Linked DNA regions of Mus musculus: regions 1 and 2 are each linked to region 3. Evidence: chromatin contacts called from public promoter capture Hi-C data. All regions are on one chromosome and are shown on one strand. The core of a region is the stretch at or near the end of the contact, and the rest is flanking DNA. Distances in the headings are between cores, read along the strand shown. Region 1 has its middle 28 kb from the start of Gm1965. Region 2 holds the start of Tpra1 (transmembrane protein, adipocyte asscociated 1). Region 3 holds the start of Chst13 (carbohydrate sulfotransferase 13).

Region 1 (3,750 bases), core at 224-2,723, 1.2 Mb after region 3:
GAAAGAAGAAAGGAGGCTGGAGGGAGGGAGGCTGCAGGAACCATCACTCTTTTTCATGTGCTTTAAATGACTTCTCACTCATGTGATTGTTTTTTACCTGCTTGTTTGAGACATAGTGTCTCTACATAGTCCTGGCTCTCCTGTAATTCACTCTTGCAATCATGTTAAGCTTGAACTCAGAGATCCATCTGCCTCTCTCCCCAGTGCAGGGATTAAGGGCCTGAGCCACCACACCATACTTTATATATTGATTGGTTTTTGTTTTGTTTTATTTTTTAGGGTTTTTGTTTGTTTGTTTTTTTTTTTTTTTTTTTTTTTTGATTCGCCTGAAACATATTTGGTGTCTCAATGTTTTGCACTTTTTCAAATGTCCTTTTGGAGATTCAACAACCTACCTCTAATCTACATGTCGTCCATGTAAGAGCATGGAAAATGGAAGATTCTTCCCTATTCTGTGTCCTTTGGCCTCATGACCCAGTCCTCTCCTTCTCTGGGATTGGAGCCTATTTGGGGGCACAGGAGGAGGCAGCAGCATGCAGGTGTATAGTGAATCTCAGCGGAGACCTCCAGCTTTGCAGGCTAAACAGCTACCAAATGCTCAATTCTTGCAATCTGAGGCAGCCCATCTTGGATTTGTAGCACCCCAGCCATTGAGTCATTTGAAGGAAAGAATAAATCTGTGTACACACATATGCACAGAGAAGCACCCAAAGTGCCTCTCCTGAAGGCCTCACAGGGTCACTCAGTTTCAGGTAGGAACACTTTTACCTCTTTCTCCTTCTTTAGCCTTGACTAAAAGTGCCAGTGTCTTGTGGGATAAGCTAAGCAGAGCTAGGCCTTCAACTCCTGTATAACCATGTCCATTGAACGATTGAGTCTTGGTGTCCAGGCCATATCCACCACTCACCTTGAGACTATACCAGTGGCCACAGCAGTCTTCTTGTGGCAGACAGCCATAGACACAACTTCTAGATCTAGGTAGGTTCAAGGCAACACCTCCTGAAAAACAGAACCAGACTTTGGTGTAGAAACATCACCAGCATAGTGTTAGGAAGCCCAAGTCAACAAGACGGGTCACACAACACCATTTAAATGCACCTTGCAGGTTTGATTTATTGTCTGTTTGTTTTGAAACAGAGTGTTTCTACATAGCCACGGCTTTCCTGGAATTCACTTTGGCAATCAGACTGAGTTTGGACTAAAGATCCATCTGCTGGGATTAAAGTCCTTACCCACCCTGTCCTGCCTTACATACTTTTTTTTTTTTTTTTAGGATTCACCTGAAACATGTTTGGTGTCTCAACATTTTACACTTTTTCAAAACTCACATCAGAGATCCCAGCAAGCCTACATGTAATCTATATGTAAGGCTGTGTAAGTACAGGGACGATGGAAGCTTCTGTCCTCTGCCTGCTACCTTTGGCCTTTTGACCTAAGCTAGCCAAGCAGCCTAGCAGGTACAACTCAGGTGTAACCATCTCCATTGAGTGATTGACTCTTGGTGTCCCAGGCCATACCCACCATGCATCTTGAGGCTATAAAAGGGCACACAGCAGCCTTTTGTTTGCAGACTGCGGTAGACACAGCTTCTAGTTCAAGGTAGGAGTCAGGGCAAGCCCTCTCAAAGAACAGTCCAGAGACTTTAGAGAAGTTTTCTCATCAGCATGTTGTGAGGAAGGCCAATCCAGGAAAATGAGTCACACAAGACACACAGCCTGTTTGGTAATCTAGGAAGGTTCTTTCTCAGCCTGTGGAGGTAGGCTCCTTCTAGGGCAGGTTTTGGTTGTGCTGAGTTGAAGAGCCCTGTCTTCCCATCCTATTGACTAGAACTCTGAGTATAGTGCCGTGCTGGGGCTGGGGGAATGAATGATCTAGGTCCTCTCGAAGCTCATGCGTAGCAGCGAGGTTCCCACTGGGGTTTCTGGTGGATGACATGGGGGGATTGTAAAAGGAATGGCACCTGGAGGATTGTGCTTTACCCCTGTGGTTCTCAGGATGGATCCCTGGCTCTCGCCCACTGGAGGCCCTTGGCAGACCCTGAGCCCTCAGCTCCTTTGATCCTATGACTTTGTGTTGTAAGAAAGGGTCTCTCAGAAGCAGGCAGGCTGGCCTGGGATCTAGGCCTGGAGCTTGTCCTATAGGTCAGGTAGATGATGAACTTGGGGTCCTCCTGCCTCAGAGGTTGTGTTTAGGTGCCCAGACAGGTGTGGCTTCCTGGCTGCTTTGGGCATTGGCCCCTGCAGTGACCCAGTCCCACACCCACAGGCTCTGCCCCTGACTCTGGTCTCCTCTTCAGTTTTTCATCTCAGAACAGCTTCTTGGTCTTGGCCTCTTCTTCAAGCTCTTACAATCATCTTTCTCTCTTCTTCATAGACAGGTTGGAGCCCCTAAGGGCCGTCATGATGGGTGACCAGAATGGAAAATGCTCTCAGACTCCCAATTCAGACAGCCTGTTCCCTTCAGAGATGAATGAAGAAGCCCCAGTCGCAGAGCCAGTGGGAGGGAGAGTGCTGGAATACACCAATCTATCTTGTGATGTTTGTATGGCTGCTCACTTGTTTGTTTTGATAAAGATTCTGTCTTCATAGACCTGGCTGTCTTTTAACTTACTGTGTAGAGCAAGGTAGTCTTGTACTGACAGACCTAACTTTCTGTGTTTCCCTATGCTTGCCTTAGAGGACTTTGCTTTAATGTTCCCTATGTTCTCCTTTAATTTCTTCTTCTTGCCCTCTCTTAGTAGTTTGTGGACTTTTCCTTGGGTGCTTCTGTAATTACTATGTTTATTGCTCAGACATGAGCAATGTTGCATAGACTTTTAAGATCAGTCATGCTTGGTTTCTAGGCTTTGACTGTGTTTTTCAGTTATTTGGAGATTCTTAGTTGAAAATGCTCATCCAAAATATTCAAGTATTGCTTCACTTATACCTGTATTAGTTTCTTTAGTAATTCTCTGAGAACATCTCATCACCAAGGCAACACAGAAGGAAGAAGTTAATGATGGTGTCCAATTTCTGAGAGATAATGATTTGTAATGGGAAAATTGGAAGATTTGGCTGGGGCAGGAAGCTGGGAGTTCACATTTCAAACTGCTATCAGGTAGCAGAGACAGTGAACTGGGATTGGAATGAGGCTTTCTACCCTCAATGCTCTTCCTCTGTGACATCTTTCCTTGATCAAGGGTACATTCCTCTTACACTTTCCCATGAGCACCAACAACTGGTGACCAAGTATCTAATCATCTGAAGCCTGTGGATCATTATCATCCAAACTACCTCAAATGCTGTGCTGGCTAAATTTAAGTCAATTTGATACCTGCTAGTGTCATTTTAGATGAAGAAAGTTCAATTGAAAAGATGTTCCCATCAGATTGGCCTGTAGGCAAGCCTGTGATGCACTTTCTTAGCTGATGATTGGTGTGTGATAGCCCAGTCCACTATGAGTTGCGTCTCCTCTGGACTGCTGGTCCTCCTGGTAGAAGAAAGCAAACTGAACAAGCCATGATGAGCCAGCCAGGCCTCTGCTTCAGTTCTTGCTTTCAGGTTCCTGCCTTCGGTTCCTGCTCTGACTTCCTTCAGTGATGGAGTGTAACCTGAGAGTTTTAAGGTGAAATAAACCCTTTCCTTCTCATGTTGTTTTATCACAGCAAAATAAACCCTAACACTTAAGTGGAAACTTCTGGTGTCTTTGGAAAGTCAGTTGTGTTTGGATGGTATTTTGCTGGGGCAAACACATGAAGGAGTATTTTCCCGA
Region 2 (3,564 bases), core at 543-3,042, 1.4 Mb after region 3:
CCCTCTATCCTAGGGCCCAGGGCTTCTCCCCCAGATCTTCTGGCCTTGGGCACATGCAATGATAGAGAAGTGAAAGGAGCTGGCCCACCAGGGAAAAGAGGAAGGAGAGGGGGCAGACTGGGACAAAGAAGAGCTATGACATCTTGAAGGAGCAACAGAGCATCATGGAGGAGCCCAGGCCTCTGGAGACCGGGGGAACTGAGGTAAGGTTTCTTCCACCCGTGAACCTGAAAGGGCAGCTCTGACCTCAGCGCATTCTCCAGAGGCCAGGCTCCTGCCCACGACTCAAGCCTCGCCTTCCTCCTACCCTCTGTGGCTAGCTTGTTGGGCCTAGGTGGGACCTGTTCGGACACCCCAGACACCTCCCCAAGGGCCTTCTCTCCCTGCCCTGGGAGAGGTTGAGAGAGCTTGTCTTTCCCATCTGTGCAATGGGATTGCCCAAACCTTCTGAGTTCTTTTATGGGATTCCTACCCAGTAGAAGGTAGCAGTGCAAGCAGCCCCCCAAAGTTCTCTCCCTTCCCTCCTAGGCTGCTAAGCCTCTAAATCTAGCTGCAGAGCAGCATAGGAAATCCCCAGAGGATAGAGGCTAAGTTCCATGCCTCTCTGAATCTGTCAGCCTCAGTGATAGAGGAGAGATTGTGTCCTAAGAGGCCACTGTGGACAACAGGAAGAAGGGATGGTCCAGGTGACCTGCCCTCTGCCTCCTGACAATCCTTCTTGCCCTTCTTTAGCCACCAACTTATATCTCCCCTACCTCAGGGGCCTTTGTGTTTGCTTACCCGCAGCTTGATCCCATCATTTGACTCATTACCTCCCCCTCTAAGTGGACTTTATCTAGCCCACCTGGCTGTTGTTCTTTCAATGATTGTTTTTAAAGATAGGGTCTCATTGGGCCCAGGCTAGCCTCCAACTCTGCAAAAAGCCAAGGCAGGTCTTGAACTTCTGATTTCCCCCCTGCCTCCACCTCCCGATTCCTCCACCACCACCCAGTTCTTTGGTGTGCTGTTTATAGAACTGGGACTCCATCGGCAGCAGGTGTATTTACATGCTTGTGTGTCTTGTCTGTCCTAGGTCTTGTGACCCAACCCTCTAGAACAGGTAAGATCTCAAAAAAATGCTATGACGCGCACACATTTCCAGCACAATGCAACCAGGCTGGACAAGGATTGGGGGTGTCTGGACCCCAGACCCCACCACCCCCTCCTCGCTACGGAGCTAAGTGGAGTTGCCCTTCCTTCCGCAAGGCCAGGAAGGCAGAGGCAGAGCATGGGCTGGTCTTTCCGGCTGCCGCTGAGCTCTGGCTGCACCCGGAGCGGCGGGTGTCCAGCTCCATCCAGGATCCGGTCCTGACCGCTAGGGTCCCCAGAAACTTCTCAAAGGTTGTCTTGCGGCTGTACCCCAAGTGGCACGGGGACAGAAGGAGACGGTAGGCCCGAACCCGAAGAAGGAGCAGGGGCAGGGCCTCCTCGCTAGCTTGGCGGAGCAGGAGATGAGGACTCGGCCGCGCTTACCTGAGAGCAGGGCTGCGCAGGCCGCGGGACTCCGACCCCTGCGAGGTAGCGAGAACCGGGGAGCGTCGCGCAAGAACCGCAGCTGAGATGCTACGTGGATCGGTCAGAGGTGGCCGGACGCCGCCAGCGCGCAGGACTCACGGGACCCGCGGACTTCCCCGGTCCTCCCCTGGCAGCGGCGACTCTCAGGCGCCTTGGCTAGTGTTTTTCGTCTAAGCAAAACTGTGAAAACAGTCACAACCCCTGTTTGTGGCACTCATCCCCGCCCCCTCGGCCTCCAGCAGCCTATCGTAACGGGATTCCACCCACAGGAGTGGAACAGACCAATAAAATTCCTCAGATGGGCGAGGCGGCCCGCGGAGCTCTTAAAGGGACTGCAGTCGAAGCAAAGCAAAGTGTGGGTGACGGAAACTTCAAAGGGGAGAATTTTTTTTCTGCACAGCTTACCCCTAAAGCGTTTCGGGAAGCGTACTGAGCACGCTGTGCCTTTGCCCCGCATCTTTCTGCGGACAGCTCCAGTCCTCCGACCGGGTCGCCCTATGTCTTTGAGGATGGCGCCTAAGGGACCGGCGCCCCATAAATACTGACCTCTGGTCACCTGGACTAGGAAGGAGGGAAGGAAGGGCATCCCTTCCTCGGACGCCCTGTGCTTGCCCACTTCAAAGGGATCTGGCGTTTACAGGGCTCCAGTCCTGGTCTCAGTCACCCTGAAGGCTGGGTGCTATTAGTGGCGTTTTGCAGAAGAAACCTGAAGGGGTTAAGGGAATAAGTCCAAAGCCATCCAGCTAGGAAGTGGCCAGACCAGATCTCTTGCTTAAGCAGGTGCCTTCCAGAGGGACAGTCTTTCCTGTCTGTCGCCTTCCCTCCCTGTGGGACACCCCCAGGGCAACTTGGAGGCCTCATCTCAGGTCATCTGCTTACCTGTGCACCTTTGGCCGGCCACAGGATCTGCCCTATAGGCCATGTATTTTCAAACTTGTGGCTGCCCTTGGGCTTCTCTGCATGCAACCTCGGGCCTGTCTTCTCACATTCTCTCTTCACAGAGAGCTTCCTGGGCTCTCCCTCAAGAGTAGGTATTGACTTGCCTACCCCTTCCTCAGGCATTGGGGGGGGGGGCAGTGTGTCTCAGCAACACCTTAGAGGTGCCTCAGTGCTGGTTAAAGATGTAGGCACCTGTTTATTATAGGATCCCAGGACTGCCCCGTCCTGGTCACACAGGGGCTGGAATGACTCTGGGCCTCTTTGTGATTGGTCCGAGACTTAGCATCCCTGAGACTTCCAGGTTAGTCCCATTTGTCCATTTTGGTCTTAGTCACAGAAGCTGGCTGTGCCTGCCTGCGCCTACAAGGTCTGTAACAGCCACCCTGAAAACCATCAAGAGCTCCCAACTTCCTGCCAAGAGAATACAGTGCCCTGTTTAGGAATAATAGCAAAATACATGTCCTAGGCCCTCCTTGACCTCCAGGTGTCAAAAAGGCCACAGGAATTGAACTCAGGGCTTCTAACCATGCTCATAACCACTAAGCCTTTTCTCCAGCACCTGTCCCCAAACCCCACTGTCAATCACAAGGGCCTAGGGACTAAGCAAACGGGGTGTGGTGGGATGATATGTTTGTAATCCCAGTGCTCTTGAGGCTGAGACAGAAATATTGTCTCACACACCTTTAATCCCAGCACTTGGGAGGCAGAGGCAGGCGAATTTCTGAGTTCGAGGCCAGCCTGGTCTACAGAGTGAGTTCCAGGACAGCCAGGGCTACACAGAGAAACCCTGTCTCTGAAATAAATAAATAAATAAATAAATAAATAAAAATAAAAATAAAGAACTATCGTCTCAAGTTTGAGGCTAGCCAGGGCTATGTCTCAGAAGAACAGTAACAGTATGTCACTCTGCACTTGACCCTCTGGAATTCGGGGCTCCATGTGTGATGTCTGGGAGATTTTTACGGCATTTGCTGAGTGATGGAGGTCATCGAATGCCTCTTTCCCTCTGGCAGCAGAGGCAGTTGCTCCTCCATCACTGTGGCCTCTGCATACAGGACAGTGTGGCATCCA
Region 3 (3,637 bases), core at 1,063-3,562:
CTTACACGGCACTTGCCACACCTGAGGCTGTTCAAGTATCTCTGCTCCTCATATAGCCTCCACAACAAAGTGAGGTTTAATATTACCGCCATTGTACAGGGAAATTGAGTACAGATGGCAGGTAAGACGCTAGTGTTGGGTGCAGCACCTCATCCCATACACGCAAGGCTAAATGTTGGGTCAGCCATGCCCTTCCTGTGCACACAGGGCCAGCTGCTTGTTTGGGTTCTCTACGAGGCTGGCATCAGGGCAGCAAGACCCCGAGATCAGGAGCAGTCTGCAGCCCACAGTGCTCACTGGATGTCTTTCTCTTCTATTTATTTGTATTTTGTGGCACCAGGATGTAAGCAAGGGCTTCACTGCTCAGGAAAGCCCTCTAACACTAAGCCACACTCCCAGCCCTTTCTTTATCTGTCAAAGGGTGGACTTCACTCTGGTGTCTCTCTACAATGCAACCCCCTGTCTGAAATAAGCTCCGAGTGCCTGTGCCTGCAGCAGCTGTGGGTGACATGACCAAGTACAACAGATCTAGTGCCCAGGAAAGACATGCCTGAGATCTCTCACTTCTCCTTCAGGCTGGACAATGCCTGCATGAACTGGGATTCAAATGGGACTCGACACATAAGAAAGCATGCTACAGTGTGAGCTTGGGGGAAGGAAGAAACATTTATAACTGATCCTGGGATGGGGGAAGGACTGACATCCACAGGTCCCTTGGGCTTGTGTTCAGCCTAGCTGTTTGGCCCTGCCATTAAGAAATGCTGTAGAAGGCCTGCTCTTTCCATTTCTCTACTTGACTGGGTCTTGAGTGGGTGATGGCACCCAGAGCAAACTGTAGCAGGTAGAACCAGGCCAGAGATGGGTTCCCTCACGTATTCTCTGCCCCACACACCTCTGGCTGCTGTCCTGCACTGTGGTGCAGACCACCTCCCTTCCTACCTGAAAAGTCACTGTGGGCTCCTAGGACACTGGGCACTGTGAAGACAGCTATAAAAAGGCCTCTATTACAAAGTACCCCTTCAATATTATCTTTTACTTTTTATTGGGTGGTTGATTGATTGATTTTTTTTTGAGACAGGGTTTTTCTGTTTAATAGTCCTGGATTTGTAGATTAGGCTGTCCTCGAACTCACAGAGATTGGCCTGCCTCTGCCTCCCAAGAGCTGGGTTTAAACCACATGCTATTTTTTTTTCCTTTACATAAGCTAAGTTGCTGGGTCCTGGAAGATTTGTGATCCTGACACTTAGAGCCTTCCTCGGCAGTGAGGCTTTCAGCTTTATCTAACCTTACTACTGTCCTCATGGTTTCTGGCTGCTTTGAACTCTCCTTGAGCACCTTGGGAAGCTGAGTTTCTGATTTCAGCTGCTGGATCTCGAAGCTCCGGACTCCTGGTCTCAGTCACTGCTGTTTCAAACAGTTTGTGCAGGATGCAGGACTTTCTGCCCATCATCAGCCTTGGGGGAATTAACATGACTCTGGGGCATTTTTACTCACGATGAGGGGGAGTCTTTTTCCTGGCTCCCTGCGCTATGACTGATGCAAATCCAGTCCTTAGTTTTCAGGAAGGGCCGTGTCCTGACTGGTGCACACACTTCCATTCAGAATCAGCTTGTGATCACTTGTGTGGTCCACGTGGAGAGTTTCTTCAAAGTGGTCTTCCCCAGAGAGGGAACTGAGGGGCTGCTGTGAGAGCAGAAGTTCCATAGGCAAGGCCAGGGGAAGTAAAGAAGAGACAAGAAATTGCCAAGGGTTAAGACTGGAGAAGGCAGGCTGGGAGGAGAAGCTACTGAGCCTTAATGGCAGGGGGTCCCAGGACCCTTGGACTTACAAGCTGTGACATTTGCCAGTACTGAGGGTCAAGAGTCCGAAAGCTTGGGGACCAGAGCTGTCATTCCTAGGCTTCCAGTAGCTGCCCTGTACTAGGGGTTAAAGCCTAGGGCAATGAGTGTCCAACCTGAGCTTCTGGAGTCCGTTTCTGACCAAAGCTTTGGCTCCCAGGACCTCAGCTGCAGCTTCTAGCTCCGCCAGTAGAGCACTTGGGCCCGGGACACCCATATCTGAGAGTTTCTCCACTACCAATTCCCATCAGTGTAAAGTAGGGAATCCTGGTTTAATGACTAGTATCAGGGATAGATACTGCTTTCATTGGCCTAGGGTTACAGCTTTACCCATTAAGTCAGTCAGGCGCGTCTATCTCTAGCCTGGAGCACTGGACGCTGCTTCTGGGCGGGCCCTAAACTAAGGGCAGAACTGGGCGTGTCCTGGACCTCCGCCGCACAGTAGGAAGGAGAACGCACCGGATGACTGTCGCCTGCCACGCGTGCCAGGCACAGCATGGGAAGACGCTCCTGTTGCAGGCGGCCCTTGCCGGTGGTGGCAAGTCTGGGTGCTGCACTCCTGCTCCTGTGCGCCCTGCGTCCCGGTGAGTGCGCGGGCCCGGGGCTCTGCGTTGTTTCCTCAGCTAGAGAGCCACCTGGCACCTGCCTGTTGTTTGGGGCTGGGGCATCGCCAGTGGAAGACAGGTTCCTTCCATTCCCGCATGGAACTTCTTTTCTTGTCGCTGGCGAGATGACCACTGTCTGACTCCCTGTAGAGCTGCTGGTGGGAACTTTTGGTCAATCTAGAGATGCGTTTGTTACATTTGCCCTACTCTCTGAGCCTTGAGAAGTCAGTTTGCTCTCTGGCCTGGATGCCTGTCTTAATCTGAGATCCTGCTGAGTCTATACATCCACAGAAGAACTGCACAGGTCTATGCTGGCCTGGCGTTTCAGGGATCACGACCTGCTAGTACCAGTTTCCACCAGGCATGTGGTCAGTTTCACTCTGAATGAACCTAGGTCTCCTCTGATCCTCTGGCAGATAACTCACTTTACAGACCAAGCTGAGGGCAGAGGTCAGGTGTGGAGTGGCTTAGAGGTACCTGGGCAGTGGGCTACTTTTCTGACGGTTTGTCCATCCTTAGTCTGTGTGTATGGGGTCTGCTCACTTCCAGACAGGTTTTTACTCAAGGGTGGACAGGGTCATTAGCTGAGAGTGACTCAGGACAAGGGAAAACTGTTTTCAGAATGGTACTGATCCATGGAGGACCTCAATGACCAGCAGGCTTGTAGATCAGAGGTCACTCAGCAAGCTTAACCTATTATCTGTCCCCTCCCAGGGCCTTAACAGTCTCATCTATGGAATAGGTTCTGACTCCATGCTTACAGGGATTTTAGGAGGGTGAGTTTGAATGTTACAGTAGACAGTGCTTGGCCCCCAGCCCGTGCATCACACTGGCTTCGTCCTTAGGGACCCCTGGGAAGGATGCCAGGTGAACAGAACTGGGAAGGCCTCAGGAGTAGTCACCATGCCTGTGTCTACTCACTCTGCCAATTAACAAGCTCTGCATGACCAGATGTAAGTGGCTGTGCCAGGGCACCCCTGCAAGCCCCCCCCCCCGGAAGGGAGCCTTCTCCTTACTGAAGACCTGTAGGTGAATGGCTACTTCTGTATAGGTGCTTTCTCATGTCTAACATGTCCCTTGGCACGGTCTGGGTGTGGTCGCAGTGTCTGCTGATGCCACAGTCTCTGTCCACCCTGTCATTCATTGTAGACAAATGTTTACCCATTCCTGGGCCACAATGGCTCAGGTCCCTCA

What was found. Promoter capture Hi-C pulls out the DNA fragments that hold promoters and counts their contacts.
Region 1: a promoter capture Hi-C map of liver shows a contact between it and region 3, with 4 times the contacts expected there. The contact joins the enhancer-like site here to the promoter of Chst13 in region 3. A contact is called at or near these places in 6 of 39 promoter capture datasets (the HPC-7 cell line, embryonic stem cells, hippocampal neurons and 2 more).
Region 2: a promoter capture Hi-C map of embryonic stem cells shows a contact between it and region 3, with 4 times the contacts expected there. The contact joins the promoter of Tpra1 here to the promoter of Chst13 in region 3. A contact is called at or near these places in 5 of 39 promoter capture datasets (the 3T3-L1 cell line, embryonic stem cells, hippocampal neurons and 1 more).

The regions. Positions count from the first base shown.
Region 1 is chr6:89,167,139-89,170,888 of GRCm38.p6, reverse strand. No RefSeq gene overlaps it. Among named protein-coding and RNA genes, the nearest start is that of Gm1965, 28 kb to the right of the region's middle. Within about 2 kb of position 1,473, at least 3 of the 459 cell types and tissues checked have an H3K27ac peak or open chromatin away from gene starts, as enhancers often do. A contact at or near this core is called in liver, where this site is marked.
Region 2 is chr6:88,900,479-88,904,042 of GRCm38.p6, reverse strand. It overlaps Tpra1 (transmembrane protein, adipocyte asscociated 1), which reads right to left and starts at 1,792. Exons shown (of 12, transcript NM_011906.2): 1 at 1,513-1,792.
Region 3 is chr6:90,323,860-90,327,496 of GRCm38.p6, reverse strand. Chst13 (carbohydrate sulfotransferase 13) reads left to right here and starts at 2,312. Exons shown (of 3, transcript NM_027928.1): 1 at 2,312-2,422. The coding sequence starts at 2,335.